Linked DNA regions of Pan troglodytes: region 2 is linked to region 1. Evidence: chromatin contacts called from public Hi-C data. All regions are on one chromosome and are shown on one strand. Each heading gives the region's core, a stretch centred on a gene start, on an enhancer-like site or on the middle of the called end of the contact. The rest is flanking DNA. Distances are from core to core; before and after follow the strand shown. Region 1 overlaps LIAS (lipoic acid synthetase). Region 2 holds the start of N4BP2 (NEDD4 binding protein 2).

The links. Hi-C and Micro-C count contacts between places; a contact is called where the count stands out from the background.
Region 2: a contact with region 1 is called in a Hi-C map of stem cell-derived neural progenitor cells, with 5 times the contacts expected there. The contact joins the promoter of N4BP2 here to the enhancer-like site in region 1. A contact is called at or near these places in 1 of 7 Hi-C or Micro-C datasets (stem cell-derived neural progenitor cells) and 1 of 1 datasets of contacts at active chromatin or transcription factors (stem cell-derived excitatory neurons).

The regions. Positions count from the first base shown.
Region 1 is chr3:39,793,318-39,801,159 of NHGRI_mPanTro3-v2.0_pri, reverse strand. It overlaps LIAS (lipoic acid synthetase), which reads right to left. Exons shown (of 11, transcript XM_526552.5): 5 at 7,513-7,669; 6 at 7,373-7,430; 7 at 5,064-5,192; 8 at 2,548-2,693; 9 at 1,401-1,471. Among named protein-coding and RNA genes, the nearest start is that of LIAS, 9.8 kb to the right of the region's middle. Within about 2 kb of position 3,204, at least 7 of the 24 cell types and tissues checked have an H3K27ac peak or open chromatin away from gene starts, as enhancers often do. A contact at or near this core is called in stem cell-derived neural progenitor cells, where this site is marked.
Region 2 is chr3:40,378,889-40,386,730 of NHGRI_mPanTro3-v2.0_pri, reverse strand. N4BP2 (NEDD4 binding protein 2) reads right to left here and starts at 2,825. Exons shown (of 16, transcript XM_009447528.5): 1 at 2,531-2,825.

The DNA.
Region 1 (7,842 bases), core at 1,955-4,454:
ACAAGACTGTCTTACTCAACTTGTATCTTCTGCTTAGCACTGTGACTGGCACATGGTCACTGCTCAACACAAGCTTCTTGAATGAATGGATAAATGTCCATGATAGAAATAGAAAGAATGGTTTCCCATTCTTTCTTCGCCTCTGGCTCTAACATAACAAAAACAAGTTACACAATAACCAAGTGTAAATGAGTGCCATTTCCCAACTTTTAAATTCTTTTTCTCTAGGTTCACTTGAGTTGTGAAATTTGTGAAGAGAATGGGGGAGGCAGCAAATATGTGCAAACGTAGCTGATTTATGTAGATAATAAAATGAAAACTGGGACTTATAAGAATACAGCTGAGCCTCGAACAACATGGTAACTGCACAGGCCCACTTATACAAGGATTTTCTTCCATTTCTGCCACCCCTGAGACAGCATGACTAACTCCTCCTCTTCTCCCTCGTCCTCATCTACATGAAGATGATGAGGATGAAGACCTTTATGATGGTCCACTTCCACTTAATGACTAGTAAATATATTTTCTTTTCCTTACGATTTTCTTAAAAAAATTTTTTCTCTAGCTGACTTTATCATAAGAATAAGATGTGTATATATATGTGTGTGTGTGTGTATACAGATATACACACACACATACATATATATATAAGTACATGTAACATACAAAATGTGTGTTAATTGACTGTTATTGGTATGGCTTCCGGTCAACAGAAGGCTATTAGTAGTTATGTTTTTTTGGGAGTCAAAAGCTATACATGGGCTGGGCGCAGTGGCTCACACCTGTAATCCCAGCACTTTGGAAGGCTGAGGCGGGTGGATCACCTAAGGTCAGGAGTTCAAGACTAGCCTGGCCAAAATGATGAAACCCCATCTCTATTAAAAATATAAAAAATTGGCTGGGTGCGGTGGCTCACGCCTGTAATCCTAGCGCTTTGGGAGGCCGAAGCGGGTGGATTGCCTGAGCTCAGGAGTTCGAGACCAGCCTGGGCAACATGGCAAAATCTTGTCTCTAAAACTACAAAAAAATTCGTCGGGTGTGGTAGTGTGTGCCTGTAATCCCAGCTACTCAGGAGGCTGAAGCATGAAAATCGTTTGAACCTGGGAGGTGGAGGTTGCAGTGAGCCGAGATTGCCCCACTGCACTCTAGCCTGGGTGACAGAGCGAGACTCTGTGTCAAGAAAAAAAAAAAAATTATATATATGTATATTTTAGCTGGATGTAGTGGCACCCGCCTGTAGTCCCAGCTGCTCAGGAGGGTGAGGCAGGAGAATCACCTGAACCCAGGAAGCAGAGATTACAGTGAGCCGAGATCGTGCCACTATACTCCAGCTTGGGCGACAAGAGCAAAACTCCATCTTTAAAAAAAAAAAAAAAAAAAGCAAATCAAGATACGTGTACCTTAAGGTGACGCCTTGTTGGCTGCATATATTGTCCTAAAGTCAAGCAGTCTACATCTGCCTCACGAAGTGCTGTAGGAAGAAAAGCACAAATTACATTAGCAAATACTTTAATTGTAGATCTAAGCATAATTTTCCTAAGGAATATTTAAAAACGGTGTGAACTTTATGACAGTCCATAATCTTCATGTTGGGGAATAAGACAACATCTATTCATTCAAAAGTATTATGTGCCAGGGACTGTGGTAAGGACTGAAAACAATGATAATTAAGACAGTCATGTAGGGCTGATACATACAAGGATAAATACTTCTAATACTATGGAATCAATGCTAAAATAGTAGTGGAGGGTATTTTAGAGTAGGAGTCTGTTTGGTAGAAAAGGTATGGGAAATGGTATATGCAAAAACCTCAATGCACCTATATTATAGAGCAAATATGTTGCATTAGGCTTTTACTCAATGCACAAGATATGCTATGGGGGCTGTGATTTAAACTATGACATATCAGAATCTTTCTAATAAACTGTGTGCAATGTGGTAAACAGCAGGTCTTGATTACTATATGAACTTATTACTCTTTGAACCACTAAATAACTACAAGTAGTCCAAGGGTCCTCAGCTAAAATTAAAACTTTGAAATTCCAAAGTTTAAAAAGTCCAAGAATCACAAAGCAAATGGACTTACGGGACTAAAGTTCAGCAAAGTCCAAAGCACACCATGTTATGTGACAATGCTACAAGTAAGCTCTTTCTCAGAGGCCTGGATTAGTCTCATTGATCTATGAACTGTCAGTGCCTGGTACCAGGCTGGCTCTCCAAAAGTGTCCAATGATAGAATGAGAAAAGTGGATGAAATCATGCTTTCAGTGGATGCAAGGATGGGGAATAAAATGGGATATAAATTTTGTATCCTGAGCGTCATGCATATCACTCCATGAAATTCCAAGAAAATTTATTTCCTTTGCTTCTTTTTTTTTTTAACTTGTATTTTAGATTTGAGGGTGCATGTGCAAGTTGGTTTCCTTTTCATGCTGCCATCTATAACCATATACTTTTCTTTGTTTTTAGAAGGGCCTTCAAAGTGAGTGGGTTCCTGCTATTACTCAAATTACATGGGAAAGATTTTTCATTTTTCAATTTCTTTACCTTTCATTGTTGCATATACTTGCTCATCATTCTCGCCTAAACCCAACATTATAGATGTTTTAGAAATAACATCAGGCTGAACCTTCTTGGCATGTTTCAGTACACGTAGGGACTGATCAAAATTGGCCCGAGGATCACGAACCTTACTGGAAAACAGCAGGACTGTTGTCAGCAAGAATTACAAGTTCAACCAAGTACATAGTTATGCAAGCAACCTGAAAGACCAGAGAAGTACATTCTGCACATTATCTTAAATCACATAGTTCAAAGGTAGCATTTATGCACAGATGCCTAACTGTTAATTTAGGAAACAAAAGGCCTCACTGGGCTCCCTAGTTCTATCTCAAGCCTGGGGCAGAGAAAAGTAGAATGGAAGAAATTACTTCAGTTTATGCATTGAGAAACCAGAATTCTGAAGCGAAAAATTAGAAGAGAAAAGAAAAAAAGCAGAAGTAAGAGAGTCTCCATACTGAACAAAGAAAAAAATAAGCTGAACCCACATGTCAGAGGGTTGAAACTTTCAAGTTCATTTCTTTTCTGAAGACTAAGCTGCCCTCTGCTGGTAAGTATACAACACTACCACATATTAGGTAAAGAAATGCATGATTCTGGAATTTTCACTGGAAAGGATCATGTTTTTAAGTGAAACCAGGGAAACTGGCACCCACTGGTGGTGGTATCATGATGAGGTTGGAACAGGCTGTGTCCTAGACTTCAACAATGGCCAAACCACCATGGCTTAAATGACTTATCCTTTAAGCCAAAAGGCCAGAAAGCTTCTGATGTTAAACTGGATTTCATTTCAATTCTAATGCAGCTTTATTTTCTGTAATTGTTTTTCATTAGAGACTAGTTAACAGGAAAGAGAAGAAACAAATTTATGAATTTAAAAATAACTGAAACTGACATTATAGAAATCACTTTTTAACAGAATTTCTCCACTGAAATTAAGTTATGGTCTCTACTGTTTATGATTTAGTGAAAATGGTGGTTATTGTTTACTGTAACTTCTTTCAGGCTCTATGACACAGATCATATGTAGAAGCTAATAAAATCACTGCTAAGTGCTAAAATTAAAGAAAAAAATGATATTACTCTTGCCCGAAGCTTAAAATGTTCATTTTTCTAAAATTTGAATGGATGTGGATAACAATCCTTACTTTTTTTCTTACATGAGTGTTACTTGCCAATGATTAGTCTTAATTACTGAAATTATTAGGAATAAGAAAGCATAGTGTCTACTTTTTTAAAAAAGTACATCTGAATGATATGAGTTTTTTTCTTTTTTTTTTTTTTGAGACAAAGTTTTGCTGTCGCCCAGGATGGAGTACAGTGGCACTATCTCGGCTCACCGCAACCTTCGCCTCCCGGGTTCAAGCAATTCTCCTGCCTCAGCCTCCAGAGTAGCTGGAATTACAGGTCTGCACCTAGCTAATTTTTTGTATATTTAGTAGAGATGGGGTTTCATCATGTTGGCCAGACTGGTCTTGAACTCCCAACCTCAGGTAATCCGCCTGCCTCAGCCTCCCAAAGTGCTAGGATTATAGGCGTGAGCCACGAGTTTTTCTTCTGTATCATTTATTACACATATTAGTGCTGAATATATATATATATATAAAAATATGAATATATATAATATAAAAAATATATATATATATTTTTTTCCTTTCTCTTTCTTTCTAGATGGAGTTTCGCTCTTCTTGCCCAAGCTGGAGTGCAATGGTGCAATCTCACCTCACTGCAACCTCCGCCTCCCGAGTTCAAGTGATTCTTCTCCTGCTTCAGCCTACCGAGTAGCTGGGATTACAGGCATGTGCCACCACGCCTTGCTATCTTGTATTTTTAGTAGAGACGGGGTTTCTCCATGTTGGTCAGGCTGGTCTCGAACTCCCAACCTCAGGTAATCTGCCTGCCTCTGCCTCCCAAAGTGCTGAGATTACAGGTGTGAGCCACAGCATCCAGCCAAATATATTTTTGAAGTCTTTTCTTTAGAATTACAACCAAAGCAATTGCTCTAGTGTAATTTTTTCCCTCCTTTGAAAACTTTATTTGTGGGGAGGGGGAAACAAACAACTTATTGAAATTTGCAGTATGATATTATTTTAAAACAACAGAAAAAAAGATGTTCATTATTTGTGGGTATTAAAACACACACAGTAACTTAGTAATATGAGTTACTAACATCTTAATGTTTGTAATATAAAAATTAAGTATATTATAAATATAAAAATACAAATATGTAGTATAAATATAGTGTTTATAATATAAACACTAAGGTGTTAGTAACTGATATTGCTGGGTGGAAATACTATTATGGGTGATATTTATGCTGTTTTTGTTGGTGATATTTTCTGATTTTTATGTAACAGACATAGATTGAGTTTGCCTAAAAAACAAAAAAGAATAGAATTTACTTTGTAAAAGTCAATGGCAAAGTTCAGCCCTGGAAAAGGTAAGAATATATGGCATATTTTGACCCACCTAACTTCCCAACATTACTTTGTACACGTATTCACCTCTGTAATTCCGGGACTGTTTCTACATTATGTGCATACACATCTAATCCTGACAGAGCAACTTTTTCTATTGCTTTGAGATCACCTCGAAAATCAGGAGTAAGACATTCCACAAGGATTTTTGGATTCCTAAGGGGAAAAGAGAGAATAATCAAACAGAGAGAAAGAACTGACATACCTGTTCCTCAAAATAGAAATTATCAGTAATCGTTCAGTATGCTTCAACACAGTAACCTTTAGAACTTTGTCAAGAAAAGTATGAACATACAGATGTTCATACATGAACCATTATTAAAAAAAAAAAGCAGACCATTAAATACTATGTACACAGTGGTTAAAACACACCTGTAGGCAAACTGAATAAAATTTCAAATTATATATAGTAGACTTTTAAACCTAATTTGAATAGGTTTTAGAAAAAGTAAATAATTTTAAGAAACTAAAATATGAAATATTAAAACATTAAATATAAAATTTTACTCATTGGAAAGTAAATTGAAGTATTTCTTATATAAATGTGAGTATTATTTGATTGCTTTAATTTTGATTTCTTTAAAAAGTCATCAAATCATGCTCTCCTCCCTTCCTCTAGGCAAATATTTCACAAGTGCTACGGGTTTTAAAAACTATTTTCTGGGTTGCTGAGTCATGAGCTTTGTTAAACGAAGTACGAGCTAAACATTAATCTTCCTATTTATATTGTGGCTATATCTATTCATCCAAGTATTATAATGTGAACTGGGTCACAGAGCTGTTCCCTTTGACACCAGCAAAAACGACTGAAACAGCTGACACATTTTTTCACAAACCCACTGGCAAAGTGTCTGGAGTTGTTCCCTGAAAGAACAGATGTAGAAAAGACCACATGTACACCCTTATCATGAATATAAGAGATGTTCAAAGAACATATCCTATATATATATATTTTTTAATAAAAACAGGGTCTTGCTCTGTTGCCCAGTGCATCATAGCTCACTGTAACTTTGAACTCCTGGGCTCACGCAATCCTTCTGCCTCAGCCTCCCAAGCAGGTAGGACTATGGGCACATGCTACCACATCCAGCTATTTTTTTTTTTATTTTTTTATTTTTTGTAGAGACAGCATCTCCCTATGTTGCCCAGGCTGGTCTTGAATGCCTGTCCTCAAGCAATCTTCCTGCTTTGGCCTCCCAAAGTGCTAGAACTACAGGCGTGAACCACTGTGCTTGGTTCTATTGCTTTTTTAAACTGAAAGCTGAGACCCACTGAAGCTTGTAAAATAAACCTAGTGGATTGCAAACAGATTTTTCAAAAATGAACTATAGTAAATAGAAAATAGAAAATACTAGGGAATCATTTAAAAAATTTACTAAGTGCGCTTAGGTGCCAAACTAGTACTGAGCTGTAGAAAATTAGAATAATCTCAGCACTTTGGGAGGGCGAGGCAGGAGTATTGGTTGAGGTCAGGAGTTTGAGACCAGCCTGGGGAACATAGCAAGATTCCGTCTCTTAAAAAAAATGTAAAAACATTAGCCAAGCGTGGTAGTGTACCTGTAGTCCCAGCTACTTGGGAGGCTGAGGCAGAAGGATTGCTTGAGCCCAGAAGTTTGAGGCTGCAGTGAGCTATGATCATCAGGCCGCTGCACTCCAGCCTAGATGACAAAGCAAGACTGTCTCTTAAAAGAAAAAACAAAACAAACCCAAAAAAACAGGCCGGGCGCGATGGCTCAGGCCTGTAGTCCCGCACTTTGGTAGGCTCAGGTGGGTGGATCAATTGAGGTCAGGAGTTTGAGACCATCCTGGCCAACATGGTCAAACCCTATCTCTACTAAAAGTACAAAAATGAGCTGAGCGTGGTGGCGTGGGCCTCTAATCCCAGCTACTCGGGAGGCTGAGGCAGGATAAATGCTTGAACTGGGAGGCAGAGGTTGCAGTGAGATGGTGCCATGCACTCTAGCCTGGGCAAAAGAGCGAGACTCCATCTCAAAAAAAAAAAAAAAAAAATCATTACTAAGAAGACCAGGTTTATACTTTTTAAAGAAAATTATTCAAAGTTTAGACTAATGCTCTAATATGAGGGAGGGATTCTATGGGCTAAAGGTCTATGGGTAAGTTCATGTCACTGAGCCCCTAAAATTCTCTGCAAATATGTATCTGTACATACAAATATGCTTTTTCCAAAGAAATGTGTACATAATTTCCAGTGAATTATCAGAAAACTATGAAACTCCTCAAAAAGTGAATAATCCCTGCTTCAAGGTAATGAACTTAAACTTAACTCATATGGGTCCAAAAAGGTCCTTAAATTACACAAATGCAAAAATAAGTACCTTTCCTTTAAATATGATACGGTCTTTGCAATGTGTTCAGCTCCCCCATCAGGCATATCTAGAAACAAAAGAATCCACTGCTCAGGATGATGTCATCATTTAGAGCCAGTTTCTGGTAGAGGCCATGATGACACACTAACCATCTCGATCCACAGATGTCAGGACAACATAATCCAGACCCCATTCTGCAATTGCCTTTGCAGTATTGTAGGGCTCACTGGCATCCAGTGGAGGAGGATTTCTTGCAGTCTTAACAGAACAAAATCTGCAACCTCTTGTACATGTGTCACCCATCAACTAGAATAGAAATGTTACAATTTAAATGAAATAGACAGATGACCCTTAAGGACATAATGTTGAGAGAATAAAGCAAGTTGCAAAGAATGCATACAGTTTGGTTCTAAGAAATTTGAAACATTCAAAACTAAATGATAGTCAAGGAACACAAATATATGTGATAAAACTAAAAA
Region 2 (7,842 bases), core at 1,576-4,075, 590 kb before region 1:
ACATGGCAAAAACCCATCCCTACTAAAAATACAGAAGTTAGCCAGGTGTGGTGTTGAGCACCTGTAATCCCAGCTACTCCAGAGGCTGAGACAAGATAGCGCCACTGCACTCCAGGCTGGGCGACGGAGTGAGGCTCTGTCTCAAAATACATACATACATACATACATAAAAAATGCTCAATCTCTTCTTAAATTCCTAACATAAACTACTTCTAAAGGCATTTAATAGACAACTGATTCTTCCCAAGGCTTACAATATGATTTTGCATATAAAAAGCTGAAAGGAAAGCAAAGAAGGTAGGTAGCTATTTTTCTGAAATTCATTAACTAATAAATGGTTGCTGCTTTGCATATCAAAAAACATGCATAATCATGGCTAATCATGATGAAAAGGGAGATTTTCAAAGGAAAATAATCAGCGTTTTAAAACGGCCGGGCGGGCGTGGTGGTCACTCCTGTAATCCCAGCACTTTGGGAGGCGGAGGCAGGTGGATTGCTTGAGCTCAGGGGTTTGAGACCAGCCTGGGCAACATGGCGAAACCTCCTCTCTACAAAAAATACAAAAATTAGCCGGGCGTAGTGGCTTTCGCCTCTAGTCCCAGCTACTCTAGGGGACGAGGTGGGAGGATGGCTTGAGCCCAGGAGGCAGACGTTGCAGTGAGCTGAGATAGTGCCACTGCACTCCAGCCTTGGCGATATGGCCAGACCTTGTCTCAAAAAAATAAATAAATAAGATGCAACTATGTAACAGTATTTAGATTTAAAATAAATTCCAAAAAAAAAAAACCATGCAACTACAGTGATAATATTTAGCTTCTACTGTGTACATACAAGATACTATGCCTACTTTAATATACTTTAATGAAGGAAAAAACATGCCTCTACCATAACTTAAGCCCACTTTTTCTATGAAATACAGTACTTCTATCTCCCCTTCAAATTAACTAAAGTCAACAAGTACACAAACTGGCATTCGTACGTACTGCGTGCTGATTTCAACTGCTTTATTCTTTATTGTTTTACAGGTTAGCCTTTTTTCATTAACTAAATTGTAGCCTCCTTGCAAAAGAGCAGCCATTTATTTCCTATTCTTCCCACCATGTCCACCACTACAGCCCCTCGCTCCTACCCCCCATCCTAGCACGGCACTTAAATAATAAAAGGTCCTGGCAGCGAAACTCAAAACTGTTTATTTCTGACCTTTAGCAGTAAACAATGTTAGAAAGGCAGATGGAACCACGTTTATCAAAACAGAGAACGCACGATGTTTACATTTCCTAAAGCGCGTCTTTTAGTTAAAATTAAAGGATGAGAGTTAAAACGAGTTACAAAAGACAGCTGGTGTTTGAAAGAAAAACACTGGAAGTAATAAAAACGGAGTGAAAAGGCTGATGTTGGGATTAAAAGAAAACATTTTTTTAATACAGCTGCAAATCAGTCATTGTTTTCTGAGAGGCTAGGTTCATCTCCAGGATTTTCTTCTAGGAGCTCAACCAATGGCCACCTTTACTGAGTTAACCAGTCTCCAGGCAAGCAGCCCTTGCTGATTGGCTCAAAGATGTCGAGTAGAAAAAGCAGCCAATCCTGCCTTCAAGCCAGAACTGTGCCATGGAGACATTACAACCACTGCATGGCGAGAATGTGTACAAACCTGTCCGTGCCACAAATATCAGATCCTAGTTACAAAGACTGCCGCCGAAAGGAAGAGCCTTTGAAGCCAACACTGACACTGACCTGTCATCTACATTCTATTACTCTAGCTCTCTTTCGGAGGGAAAAAAAAAAAACTATTTTAACCAAAAGCGCATGAGAGATAAACTGTGCCCCCGCTAAGATGACTCACTCTATTGAGGATGAATTTCCAAACGGACGGCTTAGAGAGAGTCCCGATGAGAGAGGGGCTCTAGAAGGGTCCCATTGAGGGACAAAGTTGCAGATGGGGGCAGGGGAGGCGGGACGAGGGCCAAAGACACACAAATGCCGGGGAGGGGAAAGTCTCCCCGCAGTCTCCAAAATCCGAACGTGTGAGTGGCTGTGTGTCTGGACTTGAACTGAGTAAATAAACGGCTCTGCTAGGACTATGTGCTCAGGAAGGTGGCCTGAAGTTCCCAGAAGGCTCCGCCTGGCAAACACCTAAGGCGCCTGGAGGGGCGCAAGGTCAGGTCCTGGCGGGAACAGATCTGGGAGGAAACCTCGGGGGGTCGAGAGGGGTGTGTCTGGGGCCTGGAGGCCCGCCAGGCACTCGGAGGCCAAGGAAGCGGCCGCGGCCCCCGCCTTCGCCCGGCCTCGGGCTGAGCGCCAGGGCCCGCCTCTCGCCGACGCCTCACTTCCCTTCCGTCCGGGCAGCCGGGCCCGCGGGTCAGTTCGGAGGCGGCCCGCGCCGGGCCCCACATTCAGGGCTTGGGGGTTCACTCGCCGCGCCGCCCGCCGCTGCTTCAGGCCCTCCGCTTCGGCTCGGAGCCCCGGGACCCCTAACCTCCAGGGCCCTCACCTTGGACCCGCCTCCCTGCCTCCCACCCGCCGCCTTTACCTGCTTCTGGAGCGGGCAGAGGGCGTCGAAGCCGGTGCCGCGTCGTCGAACGCACAACGCGGCGCCGCAGGTCCGCAGCCCTTTCCCGCCGGCGCCACTGCGCTCTCCCGCGCCGCGCAGGGCTAGCAAGCAGCTGCGGCCGCGGGGGAGACACGGCGAGCGCGCCCGGCGGGGAGACACTGCCGCTCTCCGTCCGGCCGGGGAAGAGCAGCCGCGCAGAAGCCCGCCGCGAGAGGGCGGGTGGGCGGCCGGGTGGGGAGGGGTCTCGAGGCGCCGGCAATGGCTGCCACGTCGCCCAGGTGGATCGCCGCCCACCGCGCCCCCCCCAAGCCCGCCGGCTGTCCGCCACGACCTCTGCTTCGTCCCTGAGCTCCGCCTCGGCGCGGCGGCCCGGGGGACTTGAGCCCGCGGGCGCTCCCACCTCTCCCGCTCCCGCTCTCCCTTTGGAGAGCAAGCCCTGCCCGGCCGGTTCGGCTGCTTCCGGTCGCCCACCCCCCAAGGCTCGCCCGAGAGCGGGCCGTGGTCCCCACTTTTCTTATCAGGGGGTCCCTGGAGGAGCAAGCCCTTCTTCGAGTGTCGGGTTCTGCCGGGGGGGAAGGCGGGAGCTGTTTGGCGCTGGGGAACATTGCAACAGGCCCGGAATTTTTGCCAAAATAAGCGGCGCGGTAAACCACAGCTGTTTCTAGCCCTCGGCACTCTCCCGAGCCCCAAAAAACAAAACAAACACAAGGTCGGCCTCGCGGGGTGAGGGGAGAGAGGAAAGCAGAGCTGGGACGAGCCCTGACGCGCGCGGGGTCCAGGCTGCAAGTTGGGAGGGACGGCGAGGCGAGCGACCGGCCTCGGCATTGCCTGACTAGGGCCGTGGCCGCTGCGGCGGGCACGGGAACCCGCCTTCTCGCGCGCGGCCCTCCCGCGGGGGGCTTCCAGGCGCGCGGCCTCGGAGCCCCACGGGGAGACAAAGGGGTAGGCGACTGCCACGGGGTGGAGGGAGGCCGCCCAGCCCCATCGGCCCTGCCAGCGTGCGGTCTGAGCTCGGGGAATGTGTGCGCCTTAGCCGGTGGAACCGCAGCCGCTGGCCTTTGCCCCCAGTTCGAGCTTGAGTTTTCGGGTGCCAAGAAAAAGCAAAGACGTACTCTTCCCTCTTGGAACCGCTGTAGTATGAGTCCGTCCCCAAGCCTGCACCATTTTTTTTCTCTCAACTCTGCTTTCCCTGGTTTATTTGTTCTGGGTTCTGATGTGAAATGTTTAGTGTTTTCAGGGTACGCAAATTTTTCACCTTTGCTTTCTGGTTGGTGGTGGTGGTGGTGATGGTAGTGGTGGTGGTTTTGCCTGTTTTTTACTTCCTCCGTCCCCTCCCTTTGCAATTACTTTTCATTCCACGTGCAGTGGTTTTTCCCAGAATAGAGAAGCGAAATAACCTCATGACAAAGTGTCCCTTTGCATCGAAGATACATTGTTGGTTGTTATGGCAGTTGTAAACAGAGTGTAAATTTAAACAGAGTGTAAATTTGGGGCAAGTGGTTTTTGTCGTTTAGGTCTAACTGGAACACTTATTCACAATGAGAACGTTGTAGTGCTTTTTCAAGAAACTAGTAATATATAAGGAGAGAACTCAAGAAGATAAATTTTCTGATGAAACCATCCATATAGAAAAATAGGGGAATTTTTCCTTTTGTATGAATTTTGTATTTAGAGGTCTCGAGTCCCAGTGTTAAATCACAGACTTCATGTTGATCCTTAAAAAAAAATCACTATACAAAAACCCCTTAATGCATTTATTAAATTTCAAAAACAAAAAATTGTAATAACCCAGAATCTCAAGAGATAAATAGCTGTTGCTGAGAAGCTAACATTAACTCTGCCTCTAAACAACCATTATAAGAGACTAAAAACTGTAATATATGCCACTTTAGAAATGAAAGAACCCTAGTAATTATAAACTTGAAAGATGTCGAGGAAATTAATATTTTGTTTTTGAAATATGTTCACCATGATAATAAAAACTAGCATTTAAATTATTTTCCTTTGAACATCTGTTAAGGATTCATCAAATCTTAAGTCAGAACAATAAGAAATAAACTCTTCTTAACATTGGAAAATATATTTCAAGCCACAAAGACAACACCCAAGCTGAATGTTTTTAAAGTTTGTTTACTATGGCAATAAGAAGAACATCAATACCATAAAGTTCTGAAAATGAGACTGGAATGAAGAACAAAGCAATCTTCACTCAACATTCGCAGTATCAGCCTTCGGTTGTGAATATTTATAAAGATTTCCTCCTTTCTTATTGGTTCAAATTCTAAGCCAATGGGAAAAGTACAACACGTCTTTTAAAGGGTGAAGCATCAATCAGCATTAGATTAGTATCTGGGATAAAGGTTTTGGTTATCATGCTAGTTCTCATTGAAATTCATGTCCCTTTAAATTTCTTTTTTTTGGGGGGCTGGGGGGGGGTGCGGTGACTAGAGTTGCTCTGTTGCCCATGCTGGAGTGCAGTGGCACAGTCTCAGCTCACTTCAACTTAACGCCTCCCGAGTTCAAGTGATTCTCGTGCCTCAGCCCCCCGAATAGCTGGAATTGCAGGCGTCTGCCACCAAACCCGGCCAATTTTTATATTTTTAATAGAGGAAGGGTTTCTCTGTGTTGTCCAGGCTGACCTCTAACTCCTGACCTCAGGTGAGCCTCCCACCTCGGCCTCTCAAAGTGCTGGAATTAAAGGCGTGAGCCACCACACCGGGCCGTGTCTCTTTAAATTTCAAAGAAGACATTTAAGAATAGGGCCTGGCACAGTGGCTCACGCCTGTAATCCCAGCACTTTGGGAGGCCGAGGCAGGTGGATGGGATCACGAGATCAGGAAATTGAGACCATCCTGGCCAATATAGTGAAACCCTGTCTCTACTAAAAATACAAAAAGTAGCTGGGCGTGGTGGCATACACCTATGGTCCCAGCTACTCGGGAGGCTGAGGCAAGAGAATCGCTTGAACTGGGGAGGCTGAGGTTGCAGTGGGCCGAGATTGCGGCACTGCACTCCAGCCTGGGCAACAGAGCAAGACTCCATCTCAAAAAAAGAAATATTGACTATCTTGTGGGTGCCACACTTGCTCACATTCTCTTCAGTCTTCCAGTTGGTTTTATTACAATTGGTCTTGTTAGAATTATGTGACAATATATCTAAAATGCCAGATAAATCTGAGGAATGGTAAAATGTCTACTACTTAATACGTTAAAATGAATCCTGGCATTTTAGATTAAAAACTTACCTTTAAGGAAAGACTAAAGTTTATATTTTGGGCCGGGCGCGGTGGCTCACGCCTGTAATCCCAGCACTTTGGGAGGCCGAGGCAGGTGGATCACGAGGTCAGGTGATGGAGACCATCCTGGCTAACACGGTGAAACCCCGTCTCTACTAAAAATACAAAAAATTAGCTGGGCGTGGTGGCGGGCGCCTGTAGTCCCAGCTACTCGGGAGGCTGAGGCAGGAGAATGGTGTGAATCCGGGAGGTGGAGCTTGCAGTGAGCCAAGATTGTGTCACTGCACTCCAGCCTGGGCGACAGAGCCAGACACCGTCTCAAAAAAAAAAAAAAAAAAAAAGTTTATATTTTGGGAAATGTCTTGGATTTTTGTAAAAAAAAAAAACTGCCAAGTCGTCAAAAGTAAACCTTTTATATTTACCTAAGTCCAACTTTGGTCTATGTAACAGCTAAATTCTAAACATGATTGTCTGTGTTTATGTTTAGACCATAGGTATGATTTCCTTCCAACCAAAAATATTAATAATCTGTGCCACCTTTGTATTCCTATACTTGGATTATGACTTGAAGCATTCCACTTATTCATGTGTTTATAATCTCCCTTACTAAGTCATCATTGCCTTGAAGTTTCCCATTCAGCCTTGTATTCCTCATTGTCAAACTCCCAGTCTTGTGCAATATAAACACTCCATGAATGTTTACTGAGTGAAAGAATAAGTGAGCATCACTCTATGACAAGACATATGGCAAATCAAGAAAATCTGTGTCAGGATTTTTTCCTCTTCTACATAATGGCTAATACACTGTTTTCATTCCCAACTAAGAATAGTATTGTTGACCAGGCGCAGTGGCTCACACCTGTAATCCCAGCACTTTGGGAGGCCAAGGCGGGCGGATCACGAGGTCAGGAGATGGAGACCAGCCTGGCTAACATGCTGAAACCCCGTTTCTACCAAATATACAAAAATTAGCTGAGTGTGGTGGCTCTTGCCTGTAGTCCCAGCTACTCAGGAGCCTGAGGCAGGAGAATGGCTTGAACCTGGGAGGTGGAGGTTGCAGTGAGCCAAGATCGTGCCATTGCACTCCAGCCTGGATGACAGAGTGAGACTCCATCTCAAAAAAAAAAGAATAGTATTGTTGCAAGAACTTTACTAAAAGAAAGTAGGACCAACATATGCTGGAATTATTGTGTTTTTCCATTTTAAATTTAGTGGAAACCGAATAGTAGATAATATTGCCATTATCTAAAGTAAATAAATATCAATGGGTTTTATCTTTATGTAAGATTTTACCACACTCAACCCAGGGTGCATCAAGCTCTGACCTTGGGAAAATTACTTAAACTCTCAAATACTCAGTTTTCTCATCTCTCAAATAGCATTCATAAAAGCTACATTCTGATTAATTAAAATAATAAATGTACATAAAAGAGGCTTAAATAGTAGTTATTACTCACAGATATTAGTGGACTCAATCATAAAGAAAATGTAATTTTCTTAGTGCAATTATTTATCTATAAAAGGTGCCATCCTGGACAACATGGGGAAACTCCATCTCTACAAGAAATACAAAAATTAGCTAGGTGTGGTGGCATGGACCTACAGTCTCAGCTACTTGGGAGGCTGAGGTGGGAGGATCACTTGAGCCCAGGAGGCAGAGGTTGCAGTGAGCTGAGATCGCGCTACTGCACTTCAGCCTAGACAACAAAGTGAGACATTGTCTCAAAAAAAGAGAAAAAAAAAAGGCAAGCATAAAGGCTGCTAAAATAATAATAAGGAAACAAATATCCTAAAGGAAGGAATAGGGTACTAAGAAAATCTACCAAAAGAAGATAACTTTCGCAGCCTGGACAACATGGTGAAACTCCATCTCTACAACAAATGCAAAAATTAGCTGGGCATGGTGGCATGTGCCTGTAGTCCCTGCTCCTCAGGAGGCTGAGGTGGGAGGATCACCTGGGTCTGGGAGGTGAAGGCTGCAGTGAGCCAAGATTGCACCACTGCACTCCAGCCTGGACAACAGAGTGAGACACTGTCTCCAAAAAAAAAAGGAAAA